3 separate regions of the Pan troglodytes genome follow, and regions 2 and 3 are each linked to region 1. A link is a contact called in public Hi-C data. All regions are on one chromosome and are shown on one strand. The core of a region is the stretch at or near the end of the contact, and the rest is flanking DNA. Distances in the headings are between cores, read along the strand shown.

Region 1 (2,762 bases), core at 69-2,568:
CAGTACAAAGATAAAAACATGCGTTGGAATGCATTAACATTCCAACTTACATAAGTGGTGTAGATACCTATGGCATTAGTACCACATTTTGATGGTTGGACCACCCACCAAATTCCCTTCTCTCCTTTTTTACTTCTTTTTCTTTCTGTTTGCTTTCATTGCAAGTTTCCTTCCGCATCCTTCTTTCCCACCTACAATTTGTAACTGAAAGAAAGAAGTAGCTACAGACCTTACCTAACCTACTCTTAACCTACTTGGTAGGTAGGGTTCAGATGCAAGGGAGTGGCTCGAATAAAGCATTTTAGTTATGCCTTTTAGAAATTAGGGAGCAAGAGATATATAGAAAAATTAGAAATGTCTCTTCTACCTTTATTAAGTCTACCTTTGAGAAATATGAAGGGCAGGAAGACGGAAAAACGAACAGAACTTCTGCTGGAATATTGTGACAGATTTACTGACAAATATTTTCTAACAGATTTTTACCAACAGGCAGTTTTTGTTTTCTTTACTGACAGACCGTAAATGTACTTCTGGTTGGCAGCAGCTGCATCGTTATAACACAAAAGCAACCTTGGCTAACTTCAGTACCTTACGTAACATAAGAAATAAAGAATAACTTGAATTTAAAATACTTTTTATATGTTTACTAACATTAAACTATTTTCAATGCAGGAAATAAATATTTCCCAAAAGAGGAATCCCCCCTCAATTACTTTCTTTCAGACTTAACAAATTGGAGTAGATATGGTTTTGCTCATTCTTTTATCTGCTGGCAACTATTTTAAGTCTCCTGTGCAAGGCAGATTCCGATGACCTCGGGAAAGTCACAGGACCTCAGTTTCTTCAATGGTAAAAGCAAAGGCAGTGGTTTCTACCGTCCTTTCTCACTGCACCATTCAGCGTCAGTGCCCTCATGAGAAACACACCCAAAGCCCAGTGTGCTGTACCCCAAAACTTGTGAAATTTCTAGAGTCTCAAAAAAGTGAATATGTTTAAGGCAGTATAATAAAAGCCAGGTGGACGACAGTTCCTAAAGTTAGGCTGGTAGTGGCGTGAACAGGGGTCTTTTGGGCCACCCTGAGACCCGCCCCACGGGGCTTCTCGCTCCACTTTCACAGAACGTACTGAATCAGGGGCCTGCATCCCCGTGCCGTGCCGAGCCGACGGAGAAATGGACTCCTCTTCTCGCTCCTGTGGAGTTTCGTCTTCTGGGTGAGTGTGGCACCGGGTCCTGGGCGGGTGATGTCTGTAGTTGGCGAGCGATCCTCAGCCAGAAAACTGGCTGCGCACACAGGCGCAGACACGCGAACATGTTCCTGCGAACGAGCTTGGGCGCATGTTTTCCTCCCTTGCTTTCTTTAATGCTCAGAGACCATAAGGGGATTTATCGAGAAGCATTCGGTGCCCATGCCCGGTTTGGAACCGCGAGCACAATATCTGGTTCCTTTGCAGTACGGTGGTTTGCTCTTGAGTTACGACCAGAAACCGGAACAGAAGGAAAGGGAGAAAGCAGGGGAGGTTCGGAGACGACGGCGCTCCGGGCAGCAAGGCAGTAGCTTCCAAAGCGTGGAGGATGGGACTGAGGAGGAGCAGAATACGGGGAAAGAGGGAAGCTGAGGAAAAATACTCACGCCAATGGGTAAAAGGGAAAAGGTGAGAAGGAATGGAGTAGGGGAGGGAACCAATGGTGGGAGAGGCGGAGGAAGAAGGGGGAGGGGTAGAAGCCAATGGGGGAGTGGAGGGGAGGGAGAAGCAGAGGGGAGGAGGGAGCGGGGACGCGAGCGAGGACGCGGCCCCGCGCGCTCGTCCCCCTCCCTCCGACTGGATCGCTCGCGCCTTCCCAGGCTCCCGGGAGACGAGGGCAGGGGCGGGGCCGTGCCGGGTGCGCGGCGCGGGAGGCGTCGCGAGGTGAGGGGGCGGGGGCGGGGGGATTGTGCGGAGGGCAGCGCGGGTGCGCGCGCGCGCGCGCGTCCCGTCCAGGCTGCGCCGCCGCTCCGCCCCCGGTCGGGTGTGTGGCTGCGCGCGCCGGGAGAGATGCTGAGGTAAAGTTCGGGAGAGAGGGAGAGAAATCCGTCAGCGCGAGGGAGCCCGAGTGGCCGCCATTACTGAGCCCGGCGCGGCGGCGGGCGCTGGGGAAGGGGGGAGGGACGGGCCGCCGCTGGTGGCGGGGAGGGAGGGAGGGTGGGTGAGCTGGCTGCGGGAGCCGTGGGGCTCAGGGTTTCGGGGCGTGTGTGTCGGGGAGGGCGGGGGGAGGTGGCTGAAGGGACGCGCCGCTCGGTGAGCGCGCCGAGGAAGAGAGGCGAGCAGAGAGTGGAGGAGGAGGCGGCGGCGGCGGGAGCGGTCCCCAGGAATGTCGCTGCCGCCGCCACCGCCGGGGCCGCTGCCGTTGAGGAGGAGACGGAGGAGACCGACGTTGTTAGGTAGGACCTTGCGGACCCCGCTCCTCCAAGCCTGCCTGCCCCCTCCCGGACGGGGACCCTCCTGCGGCTAGCTGCCCCGCTCGGTCGCCGCTGCCGGTTGTAACCAGTTGAAGGGGCTGGGGCCCCGCGGCCGCCGAGGGGAGCCTGGCGCTGCGCTCGGTTTTCGCAGGCCGGGCGGGCAGCAGCTGCAGCGTTAGGGATACGTTCGGCGTGAAGGGCAGAGAGGCCGGGGGAGGGGGTGCTTTCTCCACAGGTGACGGGGCCAGGGTCGGCGGAGGCCTGATGCTGGCCGGGGATCGCCGGCCCCGCCAGGCGTCCGCTCTCGCCCGCCGCCTCACTTGC
Region 2 (2,700 bases), core at 103-2,602, 130 kb after region 1:
ATCTCTCCGGGCCTGCATTTTCCTGCTCGCGAGCTTGGCCCAGTAGACACCTACGATGCTGTCCGGGCTTCCCACCAGTCCTGTCGCACAGTGGGCACACTTCCTCGACAGCCTCCATCTTCGAGGCGCCTAGTTACGTTACTATTAAGTTACCTAGGTGATCCTCGTATCTGCGTCCAAATACTTGTTTTCATTGATTAAAATATGCTTTCAGGCTGGGCAATGAACATTCCTCCTAATCAAATTTCCCATCACAGAATCTGTCCGATTTATGTAAACCGGCCCTTTCTAAGTACTTCTTAGAGGATACATGAAAACAGAAGACTCGTGAAAACAGATCCAGATGGGCTTGCTACTTGTGGCCAGTATTCAAATGGGTCCTGGAGCTCTTGAATCTATAGGCAAAGGCCAACATTGATTTCCAATAATACCAGCCCTTAGTAACATTCCTTTCCTTTGTGCAGCTCGCAGTCTAAGAGAAAGGGTGTAAGCACTCAGGTCTAAGATGATGGAGAATGGCACAAAGTAGGCTCAAGAAATGAGCGCTAATGTTTCCTTCCTTTAGGAGAGATTTATTAGGTTAGGAAAGATTTAGTAAGGATTTATTGGACAATTCATATGCCAGTTGGTCTTCTATTGAACAAAAGCCAAACAAGCTGGGGCTCTGGAGTTTGTGTTGTTTGGTGAGACAAGACCGTAAGTCTACTTCAGAATGAAAAGTTCAATGAAGAAGCCACAAGGTGACCTTTTTCCATTTCCAAAATGCGTATTAACGATCTATTCGCACACAACATTCCTCGGGTGACTCTGCTTCGTTCCCACTTCATAGATTTCACAAATTTTTTGTAATGAAAACCACAGTTTCGTCATTGGGTGCCACCCGTTTTTGCTTAGATTCACACTATTTCCTTAGTACTAATTAGCAGATGCTGAAATGATCTTGACAGACTGCGCAAAATATGGAACGCTTCACGAATTTGCGTGTCATCCTTGCGCAGGGGCCATGCTAATCTTCTCTGTATCGTTCCAATTTTAGTATATGTGCTGCCGAAGCGAGCACGTTGGAAAAAGGTCACCCACAGGCCTTATAAGGCACGGGAGTCTTTCACCTGTTCTACTTACGGTGACCGAACCGCGCGCTTTCCGGTCCATCTTGGAGCCTTTGGGAGAATTTCATGCAACGGAACTCATCACAAGGCTCGTATGTTTGGTGCTCTGACCGCCAGGTCGTACCTGGCCGCGACGACCTTTCAGGTTTACCTGTTGGGTGGGACATGCAAATGAGCGCCCGGGGCACCCTGGGTAAAGGGCCCCGCTTAGCACCCAGGCCGGGGGCTTTGAGTTCTCGTGCCGCGGAGCTCAGCCCGCGGGGCATGCCGGGAGCTGCCAATGCTGCGGCCGCCTCTGAGCGCGCGGCGGGGTCCAGCGCCCAGGCGAGCTGGAGACGCCCCGATAACGAGGCTGCTGCGGCACCGAGAGGGCCGGCCCTGGGTCGGCGCGCACCTTTAGAACAGGTCGTTTCACCATTAACTTCCTCTGATGAGTAATTTTTTTTAAAAAAGTAATTAACCGACCATTATCACACCTAGAAAAGTTAAGGTAATTCCTTCATGGCACCTAATATTCAGTCTACTTTCAAATTTCCTTATTTCAGAAATGCCTTATTACAGTCGAATTGTCATAGAGATCCAAACAAGGTCCCAGGTTGTATTCGGTTGCTACGACCCTGGGTGTCTATTGTCCTCTAATTGCCCTCGCCTCGTTTTTCTTCATGTCATTCGTATACTGAGGGATATTTGCCCTGTGGAATGTCGCGGATCTTGGGATTTGGCCCATTACTTACTGATGGTGTCGTTTAACTTGTTTCTGTAGCCTCCATGTTTCTTGAAAATTTATGGTTAGGGGTAATGGACTCATTAGATTCTGGTTAAGTTGTGTTGTGTTTTGTTTTGACGCCCGCACGGCTTCAAACACAGTGGTAGGGTGTGTGCTTACTGCACCTCAGCAAGAGTAGTGTATCCGCTGGCTGTCCCCGTGTGAGTGATGCCTACCCCTGACCTGTGGGTGCAGGTGGGGTCAGCCGTCTGACCCCTCACACTATAAAGTCTCCCAGAAATCTTTCCTTTAATGATTTTAGGATACACCCATGAACAAGCCAAGTAGAAGGTCTGGTCTGGTGGTTTGCTTGCTTTTTGTTTTGTTTTGAGGACACGTTGTAATTGTACATATTTATGGGGTGCAATTTGATGTTTCGATACATATCTATGTTGTATAACGATCCAATCAAGGTAGTGTATCCACCACCTCATGCATTTATCCTTTCTCTGTGGTGAGAACATTCAGTAGCCTCTCTTCTATTTTGTGGTATACAGAATTTTACTGTTAACCATTTTCACCCTACCGTGCAATAGAGCATCAGAATTTTTTCCCTCTTCTTTAATTGTATCTTTGTACCCATTAACCAATGTTTATAAACAAATATTGTGAGTTTGTGAGTTATAAGTTTACTTGTGAGTTATAAGGATTTAACCCCTGGCCTATGGTGGCCAAGTTCTGTATCCCATGGAAGAGAATTGAGAGAATAATAGGATCAGGGAAAGAAATTAGGAAAGAGTGTTGATGTCATTTGAGTCTCTGGATCATTTGATCCCATGAGCAGGTGCTTTCCATAGTTGTTTGGTTACTCGTTCTAACAAATTA
Region 3 (2,700 bases), core at 89-2,588, 180 kb after region 1:
GCATGGGGCACCCCTGGGACCCCTGGAAAATTATTTGGGGGTAGGAGTAGGACCAGATTAGACCCTGAAAAAAAACATGGAGAAGGAACATGATTTGACAGTCAAATTTAGGCTATTTAAAAAAATATTTCTAGGGCATTTATTCTTGGGTTCAATTTCTGACTATAAATTATCTGGAAGGGAGGGTGATACTATGAATATGGTTTTTGCAGATTTTTTGGGAAAGCCCAGTTGGTTTTACTTTTGTGGGTCAAATTGGTTTTGAAGATTATCTATAAAGCTTTCAGTGATAGACCTGACCCCCAAGCCACAGCTGCTTAAATAGCTGTGTGCTGTGGATTTTCTTGTTGTGCAGTGTTTCCTTTTAACTTTCCTGTTCAGGGCAGAAACAGAGTAATGCAGGCCCATATTCTTTGAATCCTAGAGAGCAAGTGACCTACTTACTATTGTACCTGAAATATTCAACTAGAGTATATTTTAGGAAATACTTTTTCAGCTTTAAACATGACTTTGCTTCTGTGAACAAACACTTCAATCGAGAGACACTGACAGGTATTCTGGGCTGTTCTCCTGACCCGTTGTGTAACTTTGGATACTGTATGACTTTTCTCCTTGGAAAGAGGCAATGTAAAATCCATGGGTTTCTTTAGAAAAGACAATTTGTAACTACACCCTTATAGGTGCATGTGATGAAGATTAGTGAAAGTTTTCATTGGGTTTAGAAATTTTAGAAATGCAGGAGGCCGGGTGCGGTGGCTCAAGCCTGTAATGCCAGCACTTTGAGAGGCTGTGACAGGAGGATTGTTTGAGACCAGGAATTTGAGACCAGCCTAGGCAACATAGTGAGACCTCATCACTACAAAAATTATACAAAATTAGTCGAGAGTGGTGGCACACACTTGTAGTCCCAGCTACACAGGAGGCTGAGGTGGGAGGATCTCTTGAGTCTGGGAGGTTGAGGCTGCAGTGAGCTGCGGTCATGCCACTGCACTCCAGTGTGGGCGACAAAGTGAAATGCAGGAGATATTTGCTGGGTTCTTTAGCAGCTGGAAGATGTGGGTTCTGGTATTCATAGTTTATTGGCCAGGATTTTCTTTATTTTGTGGTCCTCCTCTTTGCAGGGTTTCAGCCTCTCTGTGAAGACCAAAGTACCTGTGTAAACAGGATTCCAGGATGGAATATGAGTAGGTTTTTTGTTTGCAAAATTTCTTACTATACATGGCTAACTTTTAAAGAAGTAACACAATGGACCAACTGAAAGACAGAAACCTTGGGTAGCTTTGTAATTTTCTATGTGTGTGTTCTGCCACCTGCTGGAAAAGGATCACCATGCTTGGGAAGCTGGCTGGCAAAGCAGAGGAGGGTGTGTAATCTGGCTCCTTCAGCCCTCTTCTAGGACTGGGCAGAGTACAGGAAAACTCACAAAATGCTGTGGTGTGCTTGGTTTTCTGTTGGATCTCCCTAATTGGCAACTAGAGTTATCCCACAGGGATTTCCCCTTCAGCCTGCTGAGCTCACGGCCAGCCACCTCAGGCCCAGGCTACTCTGTGAGCCCCGCTCAGGCCCAGGCTGCTGTGTGAGCCCCGCTCAGGCCCAGGCTGCTCTGTGAGCCCCGCTCAGGCTCAGGCTGCTCTTTGAGCCCCGCTCAGGCCCAGGCTGCTCTGTGAGCCCCCCTCACATCATGCTCTAGCCTCATTCCTCTGAGTATCCAGTATGTTGACTGGGATTGCCTTGAAATACTTTTCACTGGTTGAAAGTGGAAACAAAACAAAACATTAAATCCAAAGTAGGGGGCAGGGTGGCCACCTTTGTTGTAACATCTATAAGAGGGCCAACTGACCTATTCAGGAAAGGAATGGCCTTTTGTTCCTGAGATTATAGTCTCCCTCCTTTTTAGTGTTAAAATGCATTTTTACAGAATGATTCTGAGAGATGAGGGTTATCACTGTAAATGTATATTTGCTTGGCAAAAGATAAAGCAAATGTAAATCAGTTCCCTAATTCTTTTAAAATATTTTCCTATCTGTAAAATACCAAAGTCTGGCCAAATGCAGTTTGCTACTCCCTGTGGTCAGTCTTACCTTTCCCTTTATTTGACAACTTAGGCAGAAAAGTGGGGTCAACAATCCTCAGTTGTAACTTCCTTATTTTCCCTGTCAAATTCTCCATGGATTTTTCTGTGCTGTGACCCACATAGAAACATAAAAATAATAGTGTGGTGGAATGAGGATGTTTCTTCACTAACTGGGTCACTGTTTTATAGATAAATTTTGGTCTAGAGTAAATGGTTGGCCTGATTTTGCACCCCTTTGGATCATTTTCTTCCTCTGGAGTTCTGGATGGAATGTGACCTTCCTGGATGGATGTGTATGTGGGACTCCCATGGGCAAGACTTAGATTTTTGGCAGCCAGACCCTCAAGGCAACTGGGACAGGATGTGGAGGCTCAGCCTCCCTGTTATTTGAAATTTCTCAGAGGCACACAATACTTTTGAAAGATTTTTAAATGGGAATAAGACATTTTAATATCTATGATTAATTTAAATAATTTTATCAACTGAAGTAATGAAACAGACTTTCTTCTGTATTAAGGGATATAATTACAGAAGAATATTATTTTTAAAAAATGTTTTACAGCCTCAATTTAAATAAATTATAAAGTTTAAAGAAAAAATGTGGATCTACTCTGATTGAGACAGGT

Evidence for each region. A called contact is a pair of places that touch in the nucleus more often than the background predicts.
Region 2: a contact with region 1 is called in a Hi-C map of induced pluripotent stem cells, with 1.5 times the contacts expected there. The contact joins the promoter of AKAP6 here to the promoter of ARHGAP5 in region 1. A contact is called at or near these places in 2 of 7 Hi-C or Micro-C datasets (induced pluripotent stem cells and stem cell-derived neural progenitor cells), 1 of 1 datasets of contacts at active chromatin or transcription factors (stem cell-derived excitatory neurons) and 1 of 1 other capture datasets (stem cell-derived neural stem cells).
Region 3: a Hi-C map of induced pluripotent stem cells shows a contact between it and region 1, with 2.5 times the contacts expected there. The contact joins the enhancer-like site here to the promoter of ARHGAP5 in region 1. A contact is called at or near these places in 3 of 7 Hi-C or Micro-C datasets (blood, induced pluripotent stem cells and stem cell-derived neural progenitor cells) and 1 of 1 datasets of contacts at active chromatin or transcription factors (stem cell-derived excitatory neurons).

Annotation. Positions count from the first base shown.
Region 1 is chr15:30,317,400-30,320,161 of NHGRI_mPanTro3-v2.0_pri, forward strand. It overlaps ARHGAP5 (Rho GTPase activating protein 5), which reads left to right and starts at 1,319. Exons shown (of 7, transcript XM_016925972.4): 1 at 1,319-1,653.
Region 2 is chr15:30,449,627-30,452,326 of NHGRI_mPanTro3-v2.0_pri, forward strand. AKAP6 (A-kinase anchoring protein 6) reads left to right here and starts at 1,353. Exons shown (of 15, transcript XM_509893.8): 1 at 1,353-1,599. LOC112205531 (U6 spliceosomal RNA) reads right to left here and starts at 1,060; the gene lies at 954-1,060.
Region 3 is chr15:30,501,348-30,504,047 of NHGRI_mPanTro3-v2.0_pri, forward strand. The region is part of intron 1 of AKAP6 (A-kinase anchoring protein 6); the gene reads left to right. Among named protein-coding and RNA genes, the nearest start is that of AKAP6, 52 kb to the left of the region's middle. Within about 2 kb of position 1,339, at least 11 of the 24 cell types and tissues checked have an H3K27ac peak or open chromatin away from gene starts, as enhancers often do. A contact at or near this core is called in induced pluripotent stem cells and stem cell-derived neural progenitor cells, where this site is marked.